2 separate regions of the Ovis aries genome follow, and region 1 is linked to region 2. A link is a contact called in public Hi-C data. All regions are on one chromosome and are shown on one strand. Each heading gives the region's core, a stretch centred on a gene start, on an enhancer-like site or on the middle of the called end of the contact. The rest is flanking DNA. Distances are from core to core; before and after follow the strand shown. Region 1 holds the start of ALDH4A1 (aldehyde dehydrogenase 4 family member A1). Region 2 overlaps UBR4 (ubiquitin protein ligase E3 component n-recognin 4).

Evidence for each region. Hi-C and Micro-C count contacts between places; a contact is called where the count stands out from the background.
Region 1: a Hi-C map of liver shows a contact between it and region 2, with 3 times the contacts expected there. The contact joins the promoter of ALDH4A1 here to the enhancer-like site in region 2. A contact is called at or near these places in 8 of 16 Hi-C or Micro-C datasets (blood, liver, mesenteric adipose tissue and 4 more).

Annotation. Positions count from the first base shown.
Region 1 is chr2:247,434,837-247,442,609 of ARS-UI_Ramb_v3.0, reverse strand. ALDH4A1 (aldehyde dehydrogenase 4 family member A1) reads right to left here and starts at 3,954. Exons shown (of 15, transcript XM_027965642.3): 1 at 3,879-3,954. The coding sequence starts at 3,940. It overlaps IFFO2 (intermediate filament family orphan 2), which reads right to left. Exons shown (of 8, transcript XM_060411510.1): 8 at 5,599-7,773.
Region 2 is chr2:247,263,189-247,270,175 of ARS-UI_Ramb_v3.0, reverse strand. UBR4 (ubiquitin protein ligase E3 component n-recognin 4) reads right to left here. Exons shown (of 107, transcript XM_042244752.2): 103 at 6,196-6,390; 104 at 3,600-3,824; 105 at 477-567. Among named protein-coding and RNA genes, the nearest start is that of IFFO2, 120 kb to the left of the region's middle. Within about 2 kb of position 5,210, at least 9 of the 54 cell types and tissues checked have an H3K27ac peak or open chromatin away from gene starts, as enhancers often do.

The sequences.
Region 1 (7,773 bases), core at 2,705-5,204, 170 kb before region 2:
CGTGAAAAGGCTAGTCGTCAAAGTGACAGCGTGGTCACCTCTGTGTGGCAAGCTGCCGAGTGACCTCCGTCACCTTTTTTTTTTTTTTGCTTTATCTGTACTTTGTACAGTGGACTCATACTAATTAAATACAAAGAAAATGCACAGTCAAGAGTGCATTTAGGGACTTCCCTGGTGGTCCAGTGGTTAAGAATCTGCCTTGCAGTCTAGGGGTCAAAGGTTCAATGCCTGGTCAGGGAACTAAGACCCCACACGCCACAGAGCAACTAAGCTAGCACACCGCAGCTAGAGAGTCCCTGTGCGGCAGTGAAAGATCCTGCGTGACGGAGCTGAGACCCAACACAGCCCAATAAATAAACAAATACTGTAAAATATCAAGAATAACTGACCACCACTTCAAAAGCCCCTTGGACAGCAAGGAGGTCAAACCAGTCAGTCGTAAAGGAAATCAGTCCTGAATATTCACTGGAAGGACTGATGCTGAAGCTGAGGCTCCAATACTTTGGCTGCCTGATGCGAGGAGCTGACACATTGGAAAAGACCCTGATGCTGGGAGAGACTGAAGGCAGGAGGAGAAGGGGGCGACAGAGGATGAGACGGTTGGATGGCATCACCGACTCAATGGACGTGAGAGTTTGACGTCCAGGAGATAGCAAAGGACAGGGAAGCCTGGCATGCTGCAGTCCATGGGGTTGCAAAGAGTCGGACATAACTAGGCGACTGAACAAATCACTTCCAAAAAAAAGAAGTATGTTTAAAAGTTGGTTGAGATTCCTGGCGCTCCAGGCAGAAAGGGAAGCACTGCAGAACCTCACCCATCCCAGGCTCCCAAGAGATGGTCTCTGTCAGCACTAGAATTTCATGTGTAGGCACCGAGAGTTACCACTATAAATGTGCTAAAACTGCTTCCCCATAAACGCAGACATGGCACGCCACAGGTATAAGCTAAGAAAGAAACTGAAGTCGCTCAGTCGTGTCCGACTCTTTGCAACCCCATGGAATGCAGCCTACCAGGCTCCTCTGTCCATGGGATTTTCCAGGCAATAGTCCTGGAGTGGACTGCCATTTCCTTTCTGTCAAATAATTAAACAAGTGGCCAAACACCGAAACTATTCTAGAACCACGGTTCTCAACCAGGAGCGCCTGTGCCCCTGAGGTGACATTTGGCAATGCCTGGAGACCTCTTGTTGTCATGACTGAGGGATGTTATGCCATCTAGGGAGTAGACGCCAGGGATTCTGCTAAACATTCTACAATACACAGGCAGCCCCCACAACAAAGGATTATCAGACTCAAACGTTAATACTGCTGAGGTTGGGAAACCCTGTCTTGGGGCATCAAGCCAGCTGCTATATCCAAAAGAGGTAACCTGAGCCAGCAGATCTGGTTACAAAATGCTTTTTCTCCACTCAGGAGGCATGAGCCTGGAGTCAGACAGAGGGTAATTCTATTGCTGTTGTTTAGTCGCTGTCATGTCCAACTCTGCGACGCCCATGGACTGTAAGCCCACCAGGCCCTTCTGTCCCTGGGATTTCCCAGGCAAGAATACTACAGTGGGTGGCCATTTCCTCCTCCAGGGGATCTTCCCCACCTGGGGATCAAACCCGAATCTCCTGTTTTGGCAGGCAGATTCTTTAACTGCTGAGCCACTAGGGTAGCCCTTAGTCTCAACATTTTTAACAGGCAGATAAGTTTCCCATTGGTAAAACGGTAATAATACAGGGCTTATCTGCACAGGGCCAGGCCTGGTACTTGATTGCTTGATAACTACTGCTGTTATGAGCTTTCCGTCCAACCCGCCCACCCCGCCCCAGCCCCCACCTCCCCCAGAATAGAGGTGTTTTTATACCAGACATTAGAGGGCTTTTTGGTTTGTTTTTTATGTCTAAGGCTTTCTTCCATTAAACTGAAAACTCTTGCAGGTTGCAATACCCCTCCCTACAGCATTTAGCACACCACGTACACAGGGCAGATACTCAGTAAACACGTGGACCTATGTGGCTTCCATCAGGGTCTGAGAGGCGTGGTCTCAGAATGCAGGGAAAGGCCTGCAAATGAGAACACACTGAGGATGCAGTGAGCAGGGCCCCCAACCTCAGTTTGGAGAAAAGAGTCCTCCTCCTTGTCCTCTTCCGTATCCCACCACCTGCCCCCACAGAGCACACACAGCTGCACTGAAACGCATCCGCACCCAGGGCACCCTGTACCATTCCTTGGGACACTGATTAACTCGAGAGAGGCACAGCTTAGCAGGGGAGATGCAACTGATCAGTCCTAGGGGTTAGGCAAACAAAACTCAAACTGGGGCCAGAGCTGCCCAGCTCTGAAAGGGAGGTGGACAGACACATGGGTCCACAGGAGTGCAGCCTCACCCAACTGTGAGCCCCTCTGGGGCAGGATCTGTGTCCTACCTGCCTCTTCCACCAAGCCCACGGGGTGCAGAAGAGGGGTCTGAGGACATCTGTCACTGACAGGGCAAAGGTCCAGGAATCCCACTCCACACTGGAGGGGTCTGCAAATCTGGGTTTGCAGGGCAGCTCCACTTGGACCGCTACACCTCAGCTTCTTCATCTGAAAGCAGCTACCCACCAGTGAAGTTTAAAAACGGGCGATAATGACAATCATGATTAATAGCATCAGGCACTGCCTCCGCACCAGGCACTCTTCAAAGCACTTCATGTGTCGTAACTTACGAATGGTCACAATAAGGCACGTAGGCCAAGTGTGCAACACAGGTTTGGCATGTTATATGTACTTCACAAATATTATTCCACCTATCAGAAGAAAGGAGTCAATTTTTCTGACCAACTCCTGCTGCTGCTGCTGCTAAGTCTCTTCGGTCGTGTCGGACTCTGTGAGACCCCATAGCCAGCAGCCCACCAGGCTCCCCTGTCCCTGGGATTCTCCAGGCAAGAACACTGGAGTGGGTTGCCATTTCCTTCTCCAGGGCATGAAAGTGAAAAGTGAAAGTGAAGTCGTTCAGTCATGTCCCGGCTCCTAGCGACCCCATGGACTGCAGCCTACAAGGCTCCTCCGTCCACGGGATTTTCCAGGCAAGAGTACGGGAGTGGGGTGCCATTGCCTTCTCCGACCAACACTTAACTTGAAAAAAGGGGAAGGAGAAAAGAGAGAAGCAGAAATGCCAGTCCAGAGGAGAGAGGGAACCCCAGGGAGGGTCCTGAACGTGAAACCAAGGGTGGGGAGAGAAACGAAACGTGCTTTAAAAAAAAAAATAATAGAGGTGCCCTCAGAGGAGAAGGCTGTACTTAGGCGGCAGGCAAATGTCTTTATCCATCCGGAGAAAGACGAGGTGATCAAGCGGCTCCTTTCTCACCGTGGGGATCCAAGAGGGCACCGAACCAACCCACCTCACCCGCCGGTGGGCAGGACCCCTTAGCTAAAAGACCTTTGGGAGATGGACGCATCGCAGGAGGTGGATGTCGGGCGGCATCAGAGGAAGCGACCCCTGGTGGAGAGAAGCCTCTGGGAAACCCGGAGGGGGTCTGGCCCGGAGAGAGCCCGGTTCGGGGGCGAGGGTGGAGCCCGGTTCGGGGGTCTGGCCCGGAAGGAGCCCGGTTCGGGGGCGGGGATGGAGCCCGGTTCGGGGGTCCGGCGCGGAGGGAGCCCAGTTCGGGGACGGGAGTCGAGCCCGGTGCGGGGGCGGGAGTGGAGCCCGGTTCGGGGGTCCGGCGCGGAGGGAGCCCGGTTCGGGGACGGGAGTCGAGCCCGGTGCGGGGGCGGGAGTGGAGCCCGGTTCGGGGGTCCGGCGCGGAGGGAGCCCAGTTAGGGGACAGGGGCGCGGCGTGGGGGGGGCGCCCAGCGACTCCTGGGGCCCCGGGGCCAGCAGGCGCCCCTTGGCCTGCCCGGCGCTCACTCACCCGGCCGCCCTGCCCCGGCGGGCCAGCAGGCCGCGGCAGAGCGCGGCCGAACGCAGCAGCATCCCGGGATCCCCGCGCGGCCGCTCGCTGGACCGGCCCCGCTTGGAGCCACTGGACGGCACCGCCCCGCCTGGAGCGCACCACCTCGGTGGGCTGGGGGGGGTGACTGCCGCCTCGGCCGCCCTCCAAGTCAGGCCCAGCCTAAACGCCTCTGTGTTTGCCTCCTGCTAATAGAAGAATTCTCCCCCGAGGGCCTGACGAAGAACGCTATCACATGACGCAGGGCAAAGCAGCCCAAGAGCGAAGCCCCGAAGGGTACGCGTTTCCCGCTTTCTTCCTGTATGGTATGACCCGGTCGCCCTCCGACGGGGGCCGGGGGCAGAAGGGCGTGAGCTCCATCCACCAATCAGAGTGAGCCATGAGAGCTCCCCGGACCAATCAGAGGGGCGGTCAAGTTGCAACCTGCTTAGGCCGGGATTAGAGGGGCAGAAGCAGCCAATGAGAGAGCGGGGATGGGGCACGTGTGAGGCGGGGCGGAAGGATTGGGGTCTGCTGGTCAGGTGTCGCTGGAGGCCCTACCCGGAGGCTCTCGCTGCCCTTGGCCGGGGGCTGCCAGACTCTTACACCCTGCAGAGGGCCTCGTGGCCGGCCCCCTTCCTCACCTCGGGGGCTGCAGCCTGGCTCTAGCCTCCTGGTAGGGACGCAGCCACCCTCCACTCCCGACCTGGAGCGGAGCCACCTAGTTGCCTAAGGCATAGCGCTGGGACGAATCTGTCTACTTCCTTGCAGATTACGGTCAATGTAAGATAAAACCCGAACCAATCTGCGCTCGGACTTCCCTTCAAAAGCTCTGGACGCGGAATCCGTTTTATTCCTCTGCTTTATTTTGGCGCCCCGGACCAAAATTTGAATGTTCTCTCCGGGACGTTGTTTGCACGAACACGTGAACCTTATTGACAACTGATTCTGAAGTTCTGAGGATGGAATCTTAGGGGCCCGTTCTATTCCTTAAGTACTGTTAACAACTTTCCCAACGCTCTCTTCTAATGTATCTGTTAGTATTTTCTCCAGCGGTGTGTACCGAGAACCTGCTTAGGAGTTCAGAGTTCCGATGCTGATCGTGGTTTCTCCCTGTGACGTTGACAAGATATGTAACTTTCCTGGGCCTCAGTTCTGTGTCTGTAAAGTGGGGGTAATAATACCCGCCTTAGAACTTCCTCCTTATTTCATTATCACTCCTCTTTATCTGGGAGGCCACACTCTTTAAGGCACCTCGGAGAATTTAAACAAAAGAGTGGGGAGTGGGGAAGGAAACTTCAGTCCTCCTCTGGTGGGAGACGGGTTCCCAGAGCCCCTGCAGATACCAAAATCCACGGATACTAGTCACTTAATTAAGATGGCACAAGACAGTTAGCTTGCTCCACCAAAGAATGGAAAATTTGCAGATTCAGAGGGCAATATGATTAATAGGCTCCCAGTTCCAAACCAGGCTATGCTAGCTCTTCAGGCTGTGATCTCTCTGGCTCTCTTCCCCTTCTATGAAATATGTATAATTCCTGCTTTAACTGCTTCGAAAGATTTTATTGTGAGATGTGAGGTGATGTAAAATTTCCCTATTTGATCACTAATCGGCCAATGACTTTTAGTGTTTATGTGGCCTGTGTCCTCTTGCCCCTCTCCCATCACTTTATCCTTAATTTAAAAAGAAAAAAAGCATCAATTCTAAGACATTTCACTTTATTTAAAAGAAGCCAATATACAGGATATAAAGGGCATGATATTTACAACAATACAGTAAACAGGTTGGTTTCCGGTAGGGTCAGTAGTCTTTCAATGAGTATAAACCCCCCCTTCCCCTTGACGCTAAACCCAGCTGGCAGACAAACAGCAACAGTGGGGTGGGATGGGACTTCAGGATATAAAGTCTCCCCGGATGGGGCTAAAAATAAGGTAGATGTGAAAATGTCCACGAAGGAGTCTATGGGCGGAGGGTGCCTTTACTTCACTGCTTTGATGGCTTGGCAGGGGGAATGGTGAGGGGTTTGCCCGAGCCTAACACACAGCCCACCCCGAGCCTGGAAGTCTTCCACTCATTTCTCAGCTGTCTCCCAAATACAGCTGACTTGGCAATGGATCTTGGCCGACCAGAGTCGGAGCAACTAATCAGAGCCCACCCTCTGAAGCAGAGCTTGGCCCCCCGCCCAGACCCCCTTTCCCTCCCACCACCCTACTCCATTCTGAATTCCCCACTGCCCAGCCACTACCACAAATGCCCGCCCCCCAGCCTTCCAGTGGCCAGGGAGCTGGGGGATCAAGGGACAGAGAAATGGGGTGAGGGGTGACCTTTGCGCTGCTGCAGCCGCCCATGGGTATGGATGAGCAGGTGGTGAGGATGAGGAGAAAAGGTGAGGGGTACTGATTATATTAAATCCAGCAGCAACATGCATCTTGTCCACAGAAAAATGCTGGGCTACCATAACTGCCTACCCTAGATTTTAAAAAAACCTTTCCTTTCATAAAAATAGATGAGAGTCTCTTGCTTTATAAATAGATTACATTTAGCTTAAGTTATACCTTATATGACCCCCTGCCCCACACCCTCTCCCCCCATCCCAAGCCAAAGATTCTCCAGGTCATCTGAGCTCCATCCACGGAGCTAAGTCCATGATGGACAGGCCAGTCAGAGACCTCTAGACATATTGCCACAAGAAAACAAAATGTGTTTACTTGTCAATCATTTTTTTCCCTGTTCAGAATCTCAGAAGTGTGTGTGCGTGTGTGTTCCACAATCAGGGAGCCCAAAAGAAGCTACTCTCCCTGCCCCTCCCCAATCCTCTCTTTTTATAAACCCCCCCAAAATAGGAGAGCAAAAGAGGGCAGCACAGGAGAACCATCTGAGAACAATTCTGAAACACCAATGTCAATATGACACTGGGCTGAGGAATAGAAAACCACAATTAAGTATTTACATCTTTACAAAGGACGGACCAGTTGGTCCCAACTGGACCTGGTGCTGCCCCAGCGAGCGTTGGGGTCTTTCTTGGCAAGCTGTGAGCCCATGGCAAAGGGGGCAAGCGGGGCCCACTGGCAACTAACTCAAAAAAAGAACTTAGTGGGGAGGGAGGCAGCCAGGCTAAAGCCCAGGACCACACCCGGGAGGCAGGTCACTAACACTCTTGCTGTCCCCCCATCCACCAGCCCCAAATCCTTGCTCCCCAGGGAGAGCAGCTATTGAAAACCAGCAGGACGGATCTTTCTGGCCAGCATCTGACCCTGGCTCCTGCCACTTCCATACTTCCTAGATAAATTCAGAGTACCCTAGTCCCCAAAGACAAATATCCTATGTATACAAGGGGGGAAGGAAAAATAATACTACTGGACAGCAATCACCTCAGGAACCTTAGTTACCCCCTAAATACTTCTATTGTTGCTTACTGTCTTAATTCTGCCACCCTCCCACCACCCTGAGGCAGGCTTCCATGCTGCCCACCTGCCCACAGCACTCAATGCCTCCCTCACCCTGGGCAGAGGAGGCCCGGGGGGGCGGCAGTTTCCCACCCTCCCGGAAACGGAAAATCTTTTCAGCAGCTGAGGTCCAAGCCCAACTGGCTCTGATAACCTTTGGTTAAAATAAAAATAAAACAACAATAACAATAACAACAATAATAATCTGTTTGAACCCTGTAACCTTTAGAACAAGGGTCAGTGAGAAGGAGAAGTGGGTGATCTCTCCTCCGAAACCTCGTCCCTTCACGTACCTAACGAGGGACTATCTGGCTAAGAGATGCTGGGAATGGAAGACGTTCAGCCAGACTTTTACGGGGAAACAGCAGGAGGTTCTCCCATGAAAACAAAACAAAGCAAAAAAAAAAAAAAAAAGGAAAAAATTCACAAT
Region 2 (6,987 bases), core at 3,961-6,460:
ATGGAAGGAGCCAGCCATAAACCCCCTCTCTCAAGGCAGAGGGGAGGTACCCCATTATGAGGTTGACCGAAAGTTCATGCGGGCTTTTCCGCACTATCTCATGGAACAAACTTTCTGGCCAAGCTAATATAAGCTGGGCTGGACTAAGTCACACCCACACCAGGCAACGGACTTGGTCCAAGAAAGGGACGACAGCGACCACTACACGGTGGCGGTGGGGGTGGGGCGGTGGGGGGCACCTGTCTGAAGAAGAGAGTCTGCAGCAGCAGCAGACGGGGCCGCAGGAGCGGAATGGCCGTGGAGACGAGCGCAGTCACGAGCGGGGTCTAGGCCACTGCAGACCCTCCCCACGTCGGGCGGGCGCAGCCTACTTCTCGGGGGAGCTAGTGGAGCCGGAGGCCAAGGCAGGGCCAGAGCCGCCACGCAGACGTCCACGTGCCTGCCAAGCCCAGCCAGGCTCCCAGGGGCCGCCTTACCTTAAACATGTTGTAAATGAGATCGACGAGGGCCCAAAAGAGAAGGGAAGAGCGATACGCTGAGTAGTCCTTCAATGCCTTGTCTGTCAGCCTGGAAGAGAGTCGAGTCTCAGACCCGGGAGGAGACTCGCAAGGAGAGAGCCCAGCGCTCTGCGAGCAGGGCAGGACCCTGGGGGTCATGCCCCCTCAGTCCAGCCCCCTCAGCCATCTTCTCGAAGGAAAGTAGCCGGGGCCAGAGCTCCTGAGGCGCTGGGGCCCGTGGCTCATTCACCTCACAAGATGCCCCGTGCACGGCACCTCAGCCGTGACCCTGCCGAGTCGGGGAGAGGGGGACAGGGGGAGAGGGGCTGCAGCACGGCGGCCAACAGGCTACTGCCCCCAAGAGACGAGGCGGAGCCCACGCTTCCCCGGGTTCAGCCCCACACACACTCTCAAACTTGACGGGATCTAGCAAGTGAGGGAAGAAACAAAGGCTCCGCTTCAGTCCTTACGTTCCCACCAGGAGAATTTTACCTCAACTAGCCACACACAGTAACTTATCAGCCACGTGCCGTGTTGAAAAACAGAAGCTGGGGGAAAGCTGGTTTTGAGCAACAGTGAGGCCTGGGAAGGGAGCTGCAGACACCCGACACCTCCTAAATCCCGGCGTGCTCCCGAGCTGCTCGCCACGCCCCTGGGCTCCCGAGCTGCATCACTGTCGCCCAATCCAGTGATTCAGTTCAGGCTCAGAGGCCAGCCAGGAAGGCCCGGGGCTGCTGTAGCAGCACTGTCACCACCTCCTCGGCAGACGCTCTGGGCCTCAGGATGGTTCCAGAAGGCACAGCCACCGTGAAGCCCAGGAAGGCCAGTCCTCTCTGCACAGGGGGTGAGGTGCCGGTGCCAGGGTTCAGTGTCTACGACCCAAGATCTAGGGTAGGTGTTGTCTGGAAAGGCTAGAGAAACCCTCAGAGAAACCCTTGTCATGGGGATTCTACCCCTTGAAACAGAGCCTGCAGCCAAAGGGACCAGACTTAGTACTAGAATGTGTGTGCGTGCAGGTGTTTATACATGCTAGGCTCATACAGCAAGCACAGGCGTTACTCATTTAAGAGGCTGAACGCACACCGTCCATGCGGGCCTCGCGAGCAGGGACTAACCGGCACAGGACGGCCAGCCACACCTACACTCAGGAAATGCTTCACCTGTTAACCAGAGTAAAAGAGCCGTGGCAGACGGCTCTGCTTGCTAAAGCACGCTACCTGTACCCCCGCCACCCTCAGCGTCTCCAGAGCGCCCACCTCCTCCCCTCCCACAGGGCCTGCACACGCCGGGTCTAAAGGGAGGCCTGCTGCGGGGTGGGCCTGGAGGCAGGGCAAGAGCTCTCTCCCCACAGGTCTGCGTGCTGGCAGACGGCAACAGGGGAGGCTCTGACGGACGTCTAGGAGCGTCCCAGGCTTAAACACTCGCAGAAGACTCTCTTTCCTGAATGTGAAACCCTCAGGAGAAAGCAGCTTCATGCAAATTCCCAGATTCTGTGTATCTGCCGCCTCCCTCCACAATGGACTCAGCATGAAGCCACTGGGCAGCACTGCCCCGCCCTCCAGGGGCCCTCGAGCCCTCTTGGGGGAGTCCTGCGGCCCCGCCACCCCGCTCACGCCCCCATGCCCTGCCTGTGCTGCTCTTCTGCTTCGGTGGCAGGAATCCGGGGTGGCCCTGCCTGACTTAATTATTTAAGGCTCATTAGTGAAGGTGACTAAACTGCTACAGAGAAAATGGCAACTCATGAGCCAGCTCACACTGGATTTCCTAATTAAGCTGTGACCAAATCGGCTTTTCCTTAACTGCCTGGGACGTAATGAACTCTAGTCTCCTAAGTGAAAGCTGCACAGCTCCTATGGGCTTGAATTTCACACCTGTCACCGAGGGCCTGTGCCCAGTGAACGGCCACTCTGCGCTATGGACGCAGGCCGAGCCTGCTTATCCACAACTCAGTACCTCCCACATCTAACTTTCTGATTCCTAGGAGCAAACTACGGGCTAGGATTCCTGAGTGACCCTTGAACAACAACAAAGCGAGCTAGCTATTAATGCTTCGGGCTCTTGGGAAACCCTGGGAAGTGCCTGGTCTGGAATGGGTGCAGGGGCTGGGCAGGACTCTGACAGAGGCCGGGGCAGGCTGGATCCACCAGCAGAGCTCCAAGGTGCCCTCTGGGCCCTGAGGTGCCCACAGCTAGCGATGTGATGAATCGGACCTGACGGAGGTGGAGACACCAGGTACGCAAACTCAGGCCCATGGCTGTTTCTACTCGGTGTGTCGCCACTGGGGCCTAAAAGCTCCTCCTCTGTGCCCTGTTGGAAATGTCCCCCTGAAGCCTAGATACTCCCCAAAGCGAAGCAGGTTTCCTTCAAGGGGCAGAAGCAAGCCACCAACCCACACCCTGCTCTGCAGCCTGAGTGTGCAGATGGCTGGGGCCACCCCGGGCCGAGCGCCGTGTCACGGGGCCCCCTTGGTGTGCGGCAATCCATGCAGGCCCAACAATCCCTGTTAGCATTTGCAGCTGTTTCCCTCAAGACACCTCCCTGATGACCCAAATCACAGCACAGGGTCAGGAAAATGAAGACCGCTTCCTTCCTGAAATGCCCCCCTTCTTCGAGAGGTGTCCAGTAGCAGAGACAGAGGACAGGCTCGTGGGCAGGGCGGGGCAGATGGGAGAGGACTGTGAGCAAGGAGAGAGATGGCGCGTTCTCAATGTCAGAAAAGAAGCTCCCCGAACGCGGCCCTGAGGCTTGGCTAGTTCAAGCCAGGAATGGCAAGCTGCAGAAAACCAGGCTGCCTGTCCCAGCCGCCCGCCGGCCCGAACTCTTCTCCTGAGAGGCTTCACGTGGTGCCTGGCTGGCTTCCTCCCTGAGGAATTTCCCAGAGGTGAGCCCAGCTCCACTTCTAGAGGCTGAACACCTGCCCCAGAGGCAGCCAGCACCTGCCTGCCATCAGGCCGAGACTCTCGGTGAGACAGTCTGACAGGGGTCAGGGTCAACCAAAGGCTAACGAGCTGCCTCCTCTCAGCACCTGACATTCCTCCAGAATGGGTTTCAGAGCCCAGGCAACAATCTCCCAAGCAGATGCTTCCCAAAGCGAGTACCGACCTGGTGGCTCCACCTGGAGACACTGCCCGGGCCTGAGAGGTCACCAGCAGCCTCCGCAGGATTTCCACACGGACAGCTCGCCACTTTTCTGGGGGCAGGACGTGCAGGGCCAGGACGGTGAAATAGTGGGGCCCGTCCACTTCGAAGGCACTCTCCACCCACTTCTCCTTGGGCTGCTCCAGAAAGCCCTGGAGGTTCTTCTCCTCTCGGGACGTTGCTCGGGTTCTGGAAGAAAAGGGACACCCTGAGAGCGGGGCAGACGCAGGCCCGAGCCGCAGGAGGGGCGAGGGTGGTGCGCTCGGCGTCCCGCTGGGAAGCTTCCTGAACGGGCGGCCCCTCCCACCCCTCTCCAAGCAGAGCAGCCCGCCCCTCAAGTCCTGCACAGCAGCATCCTCCTTGCCCCCACCTCCAGTCCAGCTCCACACAACTCCAATATGCATGTGACCAGCACCTTCACAAACCCTCTACCATCTCAGTGTTCTGATGACCCTGGAAGGTGACAGCCAGCACCTCTTTACCAGGGTATCTGAAGGCCTGGGGGGTGAGGTGACGTGACTCAAGTCACTGGTTTGGAGTCTCTGACTGAGCTCACAGCCCACAGCCCCCGACCCCACGAGTCTCAGCACAGCTAACTGTGCAATCGGCATTTGCCCCCGGCGTCTCTCCTAGGCTGCTCTGGTTCGCTCTCTTAAGGCTCTCCTGCCCCGTCTCCTTCGTTAGACTAGATTCTTCCAGCGAGCCCTGCCTCTCGCTCCGGTGCCTGTCTGAACTGCAGTAGCAATGGTGATCATCAACCTCACCACCAGGTGCGTGCTGAGATTATCGCGTCTGATCCTCGCGACAACCGGGGGACAGCTACCACCTCGTGTTAAGGGAGGGACCGGTCTCTGACCAGGCCGCCTGGCCCGGCCTCCCCAGCGTGGATCCCCACTCTCTCGGCCAGGAAGCTTCTGCAACCCACTGGTGGGCCCTGGGAGGCCACTCTCCCCTTTCGAGCGGGATGGAGCTCTCACACCCGGAGTGCTTGCCACCCTGGCCTAACTTTGTGGAGGGAAACAGAACCACCACGCTAGTGGGCACGCATGCAAGGCCACCAGGTCTGCAGATGGTACTGGCGGACACTGCACGGGGCGGGGGGCGGGGACAGCACGCCCTCTTCCGCTCCACGGATGGAACGTGGTGGGACAGGTGGGGCCACCAGACTCAGAATCGGGAACCAGAAGCTTCGTGCCACTGCAGGGCCCGCTCAACTCCACCGGCTCATGGTGCGTGCGACACGCTCGCCTTCATATACAAAGGTGGTGAACCCTGTCCAACCAGCCCCCCGACCAAGCTCACACGCCGTGAGCCGGTGAAGGAAGGAAGGAAGACCTCTCCGTGTGGCTGCCAGCTCAGCCCTCAGTAACCGAGACAACGGGACACAGGGCACCCTGTCCCCAGCTAAGGGGCCGGAGCATGAGTTACGTGCATCTGGCGTGGGACATGCAGAGACGCCTGAGGCCACGGGCTCTGTTCCACCAGGCAAAGCACGCGGCCTCCCCAGAGAACGGGGCAGCCCCTGCCACCTCATGGCTGCCAAGAAGAGACAAGGGCCCCTCAGAGGCCCACGGCCGGGGCAGGGAGCACTGCTCGGGCCCGAGGCACCACGAGGGCGGTGGGAACGCTCAGGCTGTCAACAACACAGGCTGGTTCCTCGGTCTAAACAGCTGAGCGGCTGAGGTCATGATGGGTGGAGAGCCGCCAGCGCCTCTCTAACAATGAAGACTGCCGTCTCCAGAGCAGCCTTCTACCTCACGGGGAAACGGGAGGGAAGGAGAAGCTCACTCTGCTGGAGGCCAGGAAGGGCGAGAGCACAATGGCTCTGCTGCCTAAACTGAGTGCAGCTGCCGCGGGTGGGCTGGACTCAGCCTCCCCACCTGTCAGCACCTGCCCCATGGACGGGAGACTCTCACTAGAAGACGGGGCCCAAAGGCGTGAAACCATGTCAATCTAATCGAGGAGCTGAGCACATTCCATCTCTCAGCTGGCTTCTGAAAGCAAGACAGAACGACTGACCACTCTCTGCCCTCCCAGGGATACCTAACCGCTCCCAGTATACACACGGGGGAGGGCACCTGGGTTACTTCCTGGGCTACCTTTCTCCTCAGCCGACCTCCCCAGATAAACAAGCCCTCTCCCCGCACAGTCGCCAGAGCCTCACTCACTGGAAACGGGCAGCAAGTCCAGTCTGCACTTACGGATACCAGCCCATGGTCCTGCCCTCCAGCCGCGACACCTCACCGGGAACAGCCTGTCTGCTCTGGCCCTGACCCAGGGCCCCCCACCCAAGGGAACAGTCTTGCAAGCTGGGGCTATGCTGAAGCAGAAGCTTTGACAGTCTGGCCTCTCCCGCTCCCTGCTCCCGCTCTGGCCCAAGGCCAATCCTAGGATGCGGCCCTCGGCGGGATTTGAGACTGCTCTGGAGAAAGCTGTGTCTACCACTTCCTCCTGAGTGACTCCAAAGAGGCAAACGTTCCTACTTCAATAAAGCTGCCTGGGGTCCAGCGCTAGTTCTGGAACAGACTCCGGCGCACCAGGGCCCGGGCCGGGTACGCACGTGTTCAGCACGTAGAGCACGGTGTGCACGATGTACGGGATCAGGTGGATGTTGCTCTCCCGGCCGCCCCCGCCCGTGTCCGCGCTGAAGGACTGCTCCATGGCAAAGCGCAAGAAGAGCAGCTTGATGTCATGGATGTTGAGCTGGTACGTGGGCTCCCGCTGGCCCGTGCACTCCTGGAGGTAAGTGTTGTGCCTGGGAGAAGGGGACAGAGGGCGAAGTGGAAGCCAGCTTCACGGCGAAGACCCGCTGGGAAGGCAGAGCCCCCGCTGGCCGGATGGGTGCAAAGGTTACGCGACGGACAGGGAACGACAGGGAGAGTAGAGAACGGGGCAGGGCTGGGGCACGAGCACGGCGCCCTTTCATTTCTGCTCTCACTAAATGAGACGTTCTCCAAGCTGTGATGAGAACGCACTGGTCTGGGGACCCACTCCTTGATAGACTAACGTCACAGAACGTACTGTGCCCACAACTGGAAGTACATTTCGGAAGAAGAAAAGTACGGCTTATCCACTCTGCCAAGGTGACCTATCCATAAGGATCATCCATGAAGAACCTCCGTGAAGAAGAAAAAAGGCTTCTCTGCATTAATGCACCTCACCACCTCCCTGGGCTCTGCCCGACCAGCTCTGGGCCTGGGTTTCTGACACACGGACAGCAGCTCAATGTGGCCCAGTGGGACCTGCATCATCATCACTGCCGAGTGCCTGGTCCCTGAGCTCAACAACAGGACTCAGGACGCGCACCACTGTCCTAGGCACCTGTTTAAGGGACGAGGACCTCAAAGAGGGC